2 separate regions of the Bos taurus genome follow, and region 2 is linked to region 1. The links are chromatin contacts, called in public Hi-C maps. All regions are on one chromosome and are shown on one strand. Each heading gives the region's core, a stretch centred on a gene start, on an enhancer-like site or on the middle of the called end of the contact. The rest is flanking DNA. Distances are from core to core; before and after follow the strand shown. Region 1 has its middle 42 kb from the start of TRNAG-UCC. Region 2 holds the start of ERI1 (exoribonuclease 1).

Region 1 (6,098 bases), core at 3,263-5,762:
GGTAAAGTATAAAGAAGAACTGGTCTGTAATCTTACTATTTGGAAATAGCCAGAGTTAATATTAATATTTTCTTGCATGTATTTTCTTCTCTTTCTATACACATGAAGTTTTTGTTTTATTTTTTTTGGCCACACTGTGTGGTATATCAGACCTTAGTTTCCCATCCAGGGATCGAACCCATGCACCCTTGCAATAGAAGTGTGGAATCTTAACCAGTGGACCACCAGGGAAATCCTAGAATCATACTCTACACTGTGAATCCAGGTTTTAAAAAACATAACATAATTATATTTATCAAAAGCATTAACCAGGTCATTAAACATTCTTGATAAACATGATTTTTTTAAATATATCCCTCTTCTAAATGTATCAAAATGTGTGTATCTTCTCTGGTTGTTTCAAGTTATTTTCTGCTACACCTCTACTGTGATGAGCATCTTTTACACACGTTTTTATGCTCATTTGTGATTATTTGGGAATAAACTCCTAGAAGCAAAATGACTAGATCCATAGGTAAGAACATTTAAATCTTGCATGGTATTTTATCAAATCACTTTTCTAGCAATGCTCTCTGAGTCTTTTGAAATTCTCTAGCTCCCAGGCTCCACAGCAGTGAAAGCCATCAGCTCTTCTCCTGCAGATTCCGTCTTATCATTCCTGCTGCCCAAGTTCAAGACCTGTCATTTCTCACACTGTGGGGGAGAACCTCCCCTCCCCTCCCCTCCCCCTGCTCCCCTCCCCTCCCCTCCCCCTCATCTGTTCTTCTTCCTGTACTTCCTCCTCCTCTGTGATTTAGATAATTTTTCTTTTTAGTATTTTTGCTTTCCTTTGCTCCATCACCTTTCCTCCCCTTTTATTGACACACAGTTCATTCTGTGGGACAAGACTTGCCGGAAGTGGCTAGTGTAGTGAGCAGGGCTCTTCCTCTCTTGCTAAAAATGTCCATGTCTTTATCATTTTTAGACCGCGAGCTTGAATTGTCCTGTGTCCTGGCAGAAAATAAGCCCACATTTGGCACCTGTGCCCAGCAAAGCTTGAACAGACAACTCCTTTAGCCGTGGATCTGATTCTCTCCTTTGCTCAAGAACACTGAAAGGCTCACATTTTATTACCCCCGCACGCAGTCCATTTCCCGCGTGGTAATGGAGACCATTCAGGGCGGTCCCCAGCCTGGTTTCGTGTTGTGGCTCATTGTTTCTGCCTCATGGACATTCTTTCCTCTGGCCAAAGTGCCCTGCTTGTTCCTTTGAAAATCCTCCAGTCTATGCTTTCAGGCCTTGATTCCTCTTTCCCTGTCTTCTCCCTCTGTCCAGAGTCTATACATACTTCAAGGTCACCTTAGATGCTCCGCCGGGAAGCTGTCCCTGGTCCTCCTGCTTCCAGTCAATTGCTTTTGTTCCCTGGAACGCACAGATGCTGCTTCACTGATGCTTCCAAATACAATCCTTCGCCTCCACCGCAACCCTGGGGAGCCCTCAGGTGCAGGGACTTACCCTGCGTCTCCTTGAGCCACATCTCTCAGCCAAGTGACCAGCACACATGTGTGCCCAGTAGACAACAGTTGTGTGAATGAATTAATATCCCAGTAGAAATACAGAAGTGAAGAAGGGGGTTAGAATGCTTGAAGACACCTGCCCCCGATATATGGTTAGGGTTCAATGACATTAAAATCACACTAAAGAGACTGGTGGTGTGGATTAGCACAACCAAAAGGTGACCTTCAGATCACGTCTCTCTTACCTGTACACTTTTATTATCTTAAATGTATGTCATGAGATGGGGTCCATGATGGAGAGAGCGGGGTTCTGGGATGGACGATAGGGTTGTGCCTTCAGTTTGGGCATCTGTGAGATATCAGGATGGAATGCGTGAAGATCTGTTTGCTGAGGACCCTGTCAGCCTCTTAGGGAAGAGTGACAAGAACTTCGGGATGTTTGTTAGGACGTTAGATATATCCTGATTAACATTTATAAGGTAGGCCTGGAGATCTCTCCTCTGCTCTGGAGTTGGGGTGGTAATTTCAGTGGAGGACAAAAGTCCTGCCTTTGGCCCAACTCCTGGGACTTTATCTTAAAGGCCTTAGAATGGGAGAAAAGAGTCAAATTACTCACTGGAAGACTAATTAATAGTTGAAAATGCTAGTGGGTAAAGAATTTCCCTATCTGACTTGCACCCTGAAGCAAAAGACAGCTGCAGGGAACATTGCAATTGCAAGCTGTAACCACAAGATGGCGCAGCAGACCACAAAATTCTCAGCAGACCCAGGCCAACAGGATGGCAGCAGGGAGCATAGCAATTGCAAGCTTTAACCACCAGATGGCGCAGCAGACCACAAAATTCTCCGCAAGCCAGGGTAAACCCACCCCTTAAGCTCTCCCCGAAGAGGAGTTTCAGTTCAGTTCTGTTTAGCTCAGTTCAGTTGTCATTTGGTCGTGTCCGACTCTTTGCGACCCCATGAATCGCAGCACGCCAGACTTCCCTGTCCATCACCATCTTCCGGAGTTCACTCAAACTCACGTCCATTGAGTTGGTGATGCCATCCAGCCATCTCATCCTCTGTCGTCCCCTTCTCCTCCTGCCCCCAATCTCTCCCAGCATCAGAGTCTTTTCCAATGAGTCAACTCTTTGCATGAGGAGGCCAAAGTACTGGAGTTTCAGCTTTAGCATCATTCCTTCCAAAGAACACCCAGGGCTGATCTCCTTTAGAATGGACTGGTTGGATCTCCTTGCAGTCCAAGGGACTCTCAAGAGTCTTCTCCAACACCACAGTTCAAATTTGGTAACCCCAAAAATTTATCTGGAGGAGGGCTCAGAATTAGACACCCTTGAGATTGTAGCCCAGTGTTTTAATTTCACCACTCTCCCAATTTTCCTTTAAAAAATACTTCCAGAAAATATAGCATCTGATAGAACTGGCTGTTGAGAGCCAATTGCTAAATTTTCAGGAATTAACATTTTTAAAAATTAGAATTAGATTATATAAATGTTTAATTAAGTAGGTTATATTAAAACAAATACTCCAAATTTAATTATCTATTTTTTGACATTTTACTGTCTTTGTGCTTTTTGAGGTTATATTCTATCTTTATAAATTAGGTAATGAGCCTGTATTACACATCTCTTGGTAATTTGAAATTAACCACTTGGAACTTGGCCATGGAAACTGGCAAATGCTACATATGAGCTTTTCAGAGAGCTGGATGGTAAGCATTTACCAAATACCAGTGGGTGAGGGAAAGGAGAGCTGGCCCATGTATGATGCCAGGAGTCAAGGAAAAGGAGCTTGAAATTACAATTTGCCTCTGATGTTAATTCAGACAGAACAAAATACAATAACTTAAAAACTCATACTCGACAGTCAGAATCAAGGCTTTGAATCTGTGCTCTGCCATTTATTAACTGTATCCCTTAGGCGATTGACTCTCAGTGCTTATTTATCTGTAAAGAGAACGTAACAGTACCTTCTTCATAAGATTACTGGAAGGATTAAATGAGCCAACATATATGTCACCTTAAATAGCTGTGTGTGTTCAATCACTCAGGCATGTCTGACCCTTTGCAGCCCCATGGACTGTAACAGCCTGCCAGACTTCTCTGCCCATGGAATTTTCCAGGCAAGAATACCAGAGTGGGTAGCCATTTCCCACTCCAGGAGATCTTCCCAACCCAGGGTAAATATTAATAGCTCTATGGGTTGGTTATTCTGTTTGTTGAAAGGTGATGAGATTATGAATACTCATGACAGAAGGAAAGTTGATGCCAACAGCAGAGATACATTTGAATTCTAAGACCCTAAAGCTATGTATTTTCCAATCGTGTTAGATCTTTACATATAATTTCACATCGTGATTTCCATTTATTTTCTGAAAAGAGATTAAATATAATGCCACATTTCAAAACAGAATAATGCTCACTGTCATACGTCTCTTTTTTTTTTTTAACATTTGGGAAGTTAAATTTTCCAAAGTGTAGTTTGAAAGACTATCTTGATGTCTTAAGCATTTTGTAAATAATCAGAGAATAAGTTGAGTTTTCCCAAAGAGCACACCGTTTTACCAAAGAGTATATCTTGGGTTGTCCCTGTCAAGCTGAGAGGTTGCTCAGAAATGGAATTAATAGAAAACCCACATCTAACTCCCCTAATGAGGGGTTAAGAATTTGTCTCCATACTCGAATGGTGGCAGCCTTTGTGAATAAATTCAGAGACTGATCTCACAGTGACAAAAGGGGAATGAAAGGAATCTCGAGTAATTGAACACGTGACTTTCTCTGAAATCACAAATGAAGACCCACCTTCGTGGTATGAAGAGTTTGATCTGTGAAGACCAAATTTTCAGTGGTATTGAACTTAGACTGTCCTTTGGCATTAAGCTGTGGAAGCTCTTCTGGGGAATGTTGGAGAGCAGCCTACACTCCGACATGTCGACAGTTCCCTGCCTGGAGTCAGGAAAACGCTGTGACCCACTGGAGTCCCCTCCAACTGGCAGAAACTGGAAAACTGCTAAACAAGTTGGCCAGAAACTGTCCAACCTATTGCATAATCCAGACTTTAAAACCCAGACTGCAGAGTTCTCTCCTCACACCAGTCACTCGCAATTTTTCAATTTATTTTTCAATTAGCTCATTAAAGGAACATTTCTTAGCTATTATGTATGCCCAACACTGTGAGAAATGCTTTTAATTTATTTTAAAAACTTTAACAGGGGAAGAATTTGAGTAGTTTTTCCAGGGAACCCAAAGATTGAGATGGCATGTTCTAGAAACTGGCAATAAATAATAATTTGCTTAAAAAAATCAGTGACACGTGAACTGTGCAGATGAACGCCAAGTTCATCGCTCTGGAACTCTGCTGCCCCCAGAAAGTGAACAGGGCATTTCTGTCCTAAAGAGTGTGCACGTTGCCGTATTTAGCGTTTCTTCTGTCATCCAGTATCGTCCTGGCCTCAGGGGAGAATCACGTGACACTCCCAGTCATTTGAGACCACAGCTGTCTCACGATCAAGACCCCACTGAGGACTATTTTGGCGTTTCCGCAGCTGCTGGCAGAGCCCAGATGGGTGTAACCACGTTGGGAGAGTTAGTGATAATGTAAACAGCCGACTCCCGCAAGGTAGGAGGGCGGACCAGGGGCCCCAGCCTTGCTGGCGTTTTCTAAAATCGCTAATGTTCTGTAAGAACAAATACACACGGCTGAGTATGTGTAAAACATAAAAGCATAAACAAGATTAATTTTACTCTATTATTTTTTCTATTCCCCCCAGCTTTATTGAGATATGATTGACATATAACATGGTCCATGTTTAAGGTGTAGATTTGGTGATGGTGAAGGACAGGGAGGCCTGGCGTGCTGCAGTCCACAGGGTCGCGGAGAGCCAGACATGACTTGGTGACTGAACAACAAGAAATGGCGCAGTTCACAGTTAGGTCAGTTGCAACCTTCACATCGTTACCTTGTTGTTGTTATGGTGAGAACATTTAAGATCTACGCTCAGCAACTTTCAAGAACACAATCAGTGTTGTTAATTTTCGTCACCATGCTCTGCATCAGACCCCTGGAGCTTATTCACCTTATGACTGGACGTTTAGACCTTTTGACCAACATCTCTGCATTTCCCCCACCCCCTTGGCATTCACTATAATATTCTCTGTTTTTCTGAGGTTTTTTGTGTTTTTTTTAGATTCTGCATATAAATGAGAACATACATATTTCTCTTTGTTGGACTTCACTTTGTATAATGTTCAGGGTTCATCCATGTTGTCACAAATGGCAGGATTTCCTTCTTCATTAAGGCTAGATAATATTCCTCTGCATACACATACATATATATACACACATACATATGCATACATACACATAATACACAGATATATGTATATTTCGCTTTTTCTTATCTATCCGTCAGTAGACACTGAGGTTGCTCACATATCTTGACTGTTGTGTATAATACTGCAGTGAACTTAGGGGTGAATGTATCTTCTCTGATTAGTGTTTTTCTTTGGATAAATACTCAGGAGTGGAATTGCTTGATCATATGGTCATTTTTAATTTTTTGAGGAACATTCATAACTGTTTTTTTCCGTAGTGGCTGCACCAATT
Region 2 (6,726 bases), core at 3,598-6,097, 220 kb after region 1:
CTGAAGGAAAGCAGAAAGGAACAGCAACATCCCCAGTCTGCCCAGGATGTATCAGAATAGAAGCATCAGCACACTTGGCTGGGGAGACAGGTTGATGAAAACAACAGGCTGACCAGCTAACTTCTGACACTAATTTCTTTTTCCCCTCCCCCTCCAAACCCCAGGGCTGATGGATAATGGACTGGGGAGTGGGTCTCTCAAAGCTACTTCTTCCTTAGAGATTAATGGTATAACTCTGAACAGAGTTGTCTTTATTGAATGGAGTGACAACAAACTAGGGTGATTAAAACAAATTCCGTGGTGATGCGGGCTCCCTGGATTCCTTCTTAAATTCGTCTGGAGGGTCACACACATGCCTCCTCCCGCCTTTACATTACCAGACATTCCTATGGGCACAAGAGCTCACATGAGCTCAAAATAACCCGGCACTTGTGGAGGAGCAAAGAGACCATAAAATGCAGACAAGTTGAATCACACATACCAAATGAATCAGAATCATTAGAACAGATGAGCCAAGAATGTCAAAGATGCTTCAGAAGATAAACGAAGATATTAGCAATCTGAACTAAGAAATCATGAAAAAGTGGAAATATGAGGCTTCCTTGTTAAACACTCACCATTTTCCAAAAATCCACAAACTACTGAAATAATTTTCTTTGATACCTGTGGGCTTGTTCAAGTTGCTGGTTAACCACTATACCACAAATATGTACACACCGATCCCTGTTTCCAGACTGTGGCCTTTTTCTGTTCTCTTTTGTGTTTTAAATCCTGTTTTTGCCTTTGTTTCTTAACAATAGTGTAATGACTGCCTTCCTCATGTGACTAAATGGCTGAAGCAAATTAACTAAAGGTCCCTGGGTTATCCTTTGACTAAATAAAATAATTAGAGGGAAAATGCAACAAATAGGTAAAATGGCACAGAGGATACAGCTAAAAAGTGAGTTAGAAACTGTAAAATCAGATTGAGGAACTTTCCCAGGCAGCTACAGGAAAAAATAAAGATATGGAAAACATAAAAGGAATGATATGTGATATGGAGGGTATTGAAGGTAGAAGCATAATGCCAGTATCTAGATTTTATGGATTCAAAATGGGGGGGGGGTTGGAAAAGATATATTTAAAGAGATAAAGAAGGTAAATTTTCCTAAATGAAAGAAAAATGAAGGATCCCAGATTGAAAGAAATAAAAAAAAATTCAAACAGATTTTAAAAAGAGATCCCTAACTAGATCCATTATTAGTGAAATTTAAGAATATCATCAACAAAAATAAATGATGTAGAATTCTCAGGAAAAGGGAACAGATACCTAAAAAGATCAGGAATCACATTGGTATCAGACTTTTGAAACAATACTAGATTCAAGAAAAAAATAAAGTAATATTTTAAAGTAATAAAGGAAAAGACCTTGGAACCTGCAGAAATTGTTACATTAAACAGAGAGATTCTATATGCGATTCCCATGAGTTCAGCATCAGTATCATTACTATTAACAAATTACCAAGACTTCTGGAAAATGCAGTAAGAAAAGAAAAAGATAAAGGTGTATAAAAGTAGGAAAAATAAAGCTAAAACATTTATAAAAATACGACCAGCCATCTTAGGAAAAAATCAACAGAATAAAAAAATATTAAAATTCATAAGGGAGTTTAGGCATTATAAAAATCAATAGTATTTTTTCTTACCACAAATAACCAACCTAAATAAGTATAATGTAAGATAATATACCATTCATAACAATAACAAAAGCCATAATGTGGCTAGGAAATTAACCAAGAACAGACAAGACTTCTATGGAGAAAACTATAAAAATTTTAAAGCATACAACATGGTCTGAATAAACAGTCATATGTTTCAACAGAAAGATTTATTATGTCAGTTCTCTTCAGGTTAATCTAGTGAATTCAATTTTAATGAGAAGCTTTATTGGATTTTAAGTACCAATGAATTTATCCTCAAATGTACATGAAAGACCAAAAACATAAAAGAGTCAAGCTAGTCTTGAAAAAGAGGGAGAATTTGTTTTATCAGATATTAATACATATTGCAGAGTCAAGCAATAAAAATAGTGTGGGAAGGGTGTAAGAACAGACACCACGGACTAACAGGACAGAGCTCAGATACAAACCCAAACATATAGAACTAAACATATATTGGCACCAGGCAGCCATGGGTAAACCACTCAGAAACAAATGGCATTCTACTCTGCCAAAGATCACATATTTAGTTCAGTCTAGAACAATTTACAAAACCTGGTATTCAACATACAGATCTATCATAGACAGTGGTTTCATCCCGGGACTTTAACACTAAATGAAAGCAGGTATGTTTTTCACTGGGGTTAGTAAGAGAATAACTGATTCTAAAACCCCTTTTAGGCTTGGGCCATACCTGAAACATTTAGGGAGGCTCTCCTCCTTGAGCTGTCCAACTTGGGGAAGTCATTTTCTTAGGTGGAAGGCACTGGAATCATTGGGACTTTTCCCTAGGTGTACCTGGAGAGTAACAGCAAAATCACCATTTACAAAACATGGGTCTCCTGCATGCTGATACCATACAGTGAAAGGAAAGCGTGAGATATGGTGGTATTTCTTGAACATTCCAGGCACTTTGTCAGCTCTGGGCCTTTTCATTTGTTGTTTGCACTGCCTGCAATTCTCTTCCCTCAGAGAGCCTCAAAGTTGGCTCCTTCCCTCCTTCAGGCCTTTGCCCAAGTAGCACATCATCAAAGAGACCTCCCATAACCATTCTATTTACAATTGCAAGACCCTTTCCCACAGAATCATCCCCACCTTCCTCTTACCTGCTTAATTTTCCTCCATATGTAAATGTTTTGCTTATTTCTTTTGTTTGTTGTCTTTATTCCACTTCCTGAACATAAACTCATGCAGAATTTTTGTCATTTTGTTCAGTGCTCATTCCTGGCAGGTAGAAGGTGCTCCATACATCTTTGTTGAATGAATGAATGGTTATTGTATCTTAGCGTTCCCATAGATACTGGCAACAGTACTAAGGTATAGCTCATCATCTGAAGTGTAGATAAATGATCAATTGATTTATTGATTGATAAATTTATTGATAAATATCAATCAATCCTTATAGTGAATCTTAACAACTGAGATACAATAATCAAATCAAAAAGTTCAAGCAGACAATTTGTAGTTAGCACTTACTAATGTTCACATAATATGAATCCTGGTAAGTGTTTACTGGATCATTTTTTCTTGGAGAGAGATGCAATCAGCAATTCTTATTAATTTTCTATAGTTGCATGTCAAGACTCACAATCATTATCTGAAAAGAAAACAAATAAACCCTAGGAAAAAGAAATGATCAGAGTTGTGCCTTAGAAATCTTTGTGATTTTTAAGTCTATAAACCTTTGTTTATAAACACAAAGGTGAGTCTGCAGTTACAAGAGAAAAAATACAGTCCACTTAGAAAGAAGCAGGTGATTCCAAAAGTAAAAAATCAGTGGTAGATTTCCAATTGTGTCCCTTTTGCCGTTAGGGAATTATATGTCCTCACCCACTGCCATGTGCCTAGAAGTGATCCTATACTCATTAATTATTTTTATAATAATGCAGAATAACAAACCACCCCATTGGCTTACAATAAGCATTTAATTCTTTTCCCATTGTCTGCAGGTCAGCTGGGATGGTGCTGCTTCAGGATGTGGCCTTCCTGGACTTGTTTGTCTGAAAAAGTCTTTGTTTCATCCTGTGGAGTATAGAATTCCAAGCTGACATATTTGTTTTGCATTTTTAAGTTGTCATTTCATTTTCTTTTGGCTTGCACAGTTTCTAATGAGAAGTCTATGAAAACTTACTATTATTTCTCTGTGCATAATGTGCCTTTTTTCACCAGCTACTTTTAAGATTTTTCTCTTTAAGCTTTTGAAGGGTCTAAATAGCTTTTCCTTTAGACCCCAGAGTCTAGGGCTAGTCACTACTAAGGCATGACACTTCGGGGGTCTCTATTGCATATTCCATTCAACAACTGTATTCAACAGTCTCCCCACTCTAGCTCCAGGGAACTCAAATGATTCCTTGTCCTGTGAGTTGTGAAAATTGTTTGGCTTACTGCTTCCCCATGATCTTTCCTGGCCTTGTGAAATAGTCACAGAACATATTCACTGATTTTTATTCAGTTAAAGATGCAGATTTCTGAAGCTTTTTCTCCATGAACTCGGCCTTATAAATTCCAACCAATTTGGTCTCCCCAAAATCCAATCCCCGTCTACTTCATTTGGTAAGACCTGTCTTCTCAGGGAGACCCTAGGCTCTGCTTAAGTTCCCCTTGTACTTGCAAACTGGAAACTGCCTCTGGACAGAGAGCCAGGGTCAACCCGGCTCATCCCTGGCTCATCTCATTTGTTTCTCTTCTTTCATGTAAAAGGACTGGAACTGCCTGCCGTCCGATGTCTGAAAACAGTTATTTTCACATACTTTGCTCAGTTTCTTAATAGTTTCAGACCTATTTCTTCTTGTCCAGTAGTGGGCGTCTTAAATGCCTTACGGAAAACGCAGATTGCTTTATAAAGATTATTCTCTGTGGTTAAAATTCACCTCTCTCAAGGGCAATCCTCGCTTACTTCTCAGGAGATGGTGATGGATCATTTCCTTTGGTGGTCTCCTCCAGGCACCAGAGTCCGGAACCTGGCGTAGCCTCCACTCCGCGCCGGCAGCGTTCTGTTTCTCCCGCGCGCGCGCCTCCCTCCCGCTTGGCTCCTCCCATCTTTCTTTTTGCCCCTCCCTCCTCGCTTCTCCAGCCCCCGTCAACGGAAGCCCTCGCGTTCCGTGCGCCGGCTCACTGCGCCTGCGCGGCGTCTGGACGCTTCACGTTCCCGGAAGTGGGAGGTCCCCGCTCGAGTTTGTGTGGACGCCGCCGCGGGAACGCGAGCCCGGTAATTTTTCAACCGAGAAAGTCGAGGCTTTCGAGGTTGGCCGGGTGAGACTGAGCGAGTGGAGGCTCCAGCAGCTCCCTTCTGACGTGACACGCGACATGGAGGATGAGCAGACCCTCCAGCCTGGCGACGAGGCCGTGGCTCCCGCGCGGCGCGCGTCTCCCGGGTCGGAGTGCGGGGACGAAGCCCAGCGTCCGAATCCTGAGGTGAGAATCCGCCCGCGTGCCCCTGAATTAAGAGGGTTTCCCGCGGGAACCGCAGCCTGTGCGCCCTGGGACCCTAGCCCCGGCCGCCTTCCCTGGCCTCAACTCCGGGAGCCGTTCTCTGGGGATAGTTGTCATTGAGCCCTTTCTAGTCCCAGGTACCGTCTGGAAGTAAGTCAACAGCCCAGACGAACTGAGTGTGCGAACTGAGGTTTTAGACGTTCTGGGTGGGAATTCTGCTCTAAACTTGCTGAGTTAACAATCGGTTACACGGTTGCTGTCGTCATTCCGGGTAGCCCTAGTCTGTAATTGGTAGTTTATGTTTTTAGAAATCTCACCCCAGCTCTAAGTGTATCACTCCTTAAGACCTTTAAGGCCATCTCCCAGCCTTGGCAGAAGGTAACTGTGCCTGTTGGCTGGAACTTCGTCTCTGGTTTTTGGACCATTTTACTCCTGCTTCGTATAAACATAATGTATGAATGATGTTAATGATTTTGACAGCTCAGTAGTAGATCCTACAGTGACAAAGTTGTAAAGACGGTCTTAAAACGTCTTTAATCGTCTTCTTTGATAGGTATAATTATTGTTGACTAGCTGCAGACTGTAAATAATACCAAAACTGGTCATTTTCTATTAATATACAAATGCTGAGTGCCTCGTAGTGTGGGTAGTTGGAGGAGGCGTCCAGACTTCTGCTCTTTCCACCTACAGCCAATTCTCCACATAGCAGCTGGAATAATCTTTAGTAACATGAATCTGACTGGGTTTCTCCCATCCTGAATCTTCAGTTTGCTGGCCCCAGGACTTGGCTCCTTCCTCCATTGTTAGCTGTACCTCTTCCCTTTTGCTCTCAGTGGCCACCATCCTTGGTGTTATGGTGGGTGGTCTTTCTTGTTAAAGGTCTTTTGTGTGCTTTCTTTGCCCTGAGTCTTGGAACAGTTATCTGGTTCACCTTATGATGCTACTTTCAAAGAGGGCTCCATATCTCTTCTCTCTAAAGAACCATTTCTACTCCACCATCCTTCTTCAGTTTAAGATACTGTCAATAACATCATCATGTGAGTTGGTACAAAAATAATTTTTTAAAGTTTATGTTTAATGAGAGTAGCGTGATTGAATACACTTTACTTTATTTAAATATCTTAAAACTTTGAGCTAAAAAAAAAAACAAACTTTGAGCTATAGTGACTCAAGGCCTGAATCTGTGTTCCTGGTTGGTTTTAGTGACTGTCATATTTGTTAAAAACCTGTTGTTGGATGCTTTTAATAAATGATGATACAGTCCTTTTGTTTTCAGGCTTAAGTAAGCAAGTTTGGATTTCAGCTAAGTAAATTTTCATTATATCAACAAAAGTGTTCTCATAAATGAATAGGTATTACATTTTTATGTTTTTAATGAAGTAGGTTCAGATTTCATCAGAACTCTTCTTTGGGAAGGATTTTAATCAAGTTTAATTCTGCCTTTAATTTCTGTAATGTGTAGATTCGGAGGCTTTTTTAAAAAATAGGTAATGTGCAGGGGGTTTTTGGGCAATAAAATAATGGAAATGTTTCCAAAACATCTATTTCCTAAATGTTCTTGCCACAGAAAAGGTTTCTTTTGATCATGGTTGCTTCC

Evidence for each region. Hi-C and Micro-C count contacts between places; a contact is called where the count stands out from the background.
Region 2: a contact with region 1 is called in a Hi-C map of skeletal muscle, with 9 times the contacts expected there. The contact joins the promoter of ERI1 here to the enhancer-like site in region 1. A contact is called at or near these places in 3 of 11 Hi-C or Micro-C datasets (liver, skeletal muscle and an unstated tissue).

Annotation. Positions count from the first base shown.
Region 1 is chr27:24,834,074-24,840,171 of ARS-UCD2.0, forward strand. No RefSeq gene overlaps it. Among named protein-coding and RNA genes, the nearest start is that of TRNAG-UCC, 42 kb to the right of the region's middle. Within about 2 kb of position 4,513, at least 8 of the 102 cell types and tissues checked have an H3K27ac peak or open chromatin away from gene starts, as enhancers often do. A contact at or near this core is called in liver and skeletal muscle, where this site is marked.
Region 2 is chr27:25,056,755-25,063,480 of ARS-UCD2.0, forward strand. It overlaps ERI1 (exoribonuclease 1), which reads left to right and starts at 4,848. Exons shown (of 7, transcript NM_001038192.2): 1 at 4,848-5,111. The coding sequence starts at 5,004. LOC101904042 (a long non-coding RNA gene) reads right to left here and starts at 4,697. Exons shown (of 5, transcript XR_815985.4): 1 at 4,594-4,697; 2 at 3,613-3,719; 3 at 2,804-3,316; 4 at 2,392-2,495.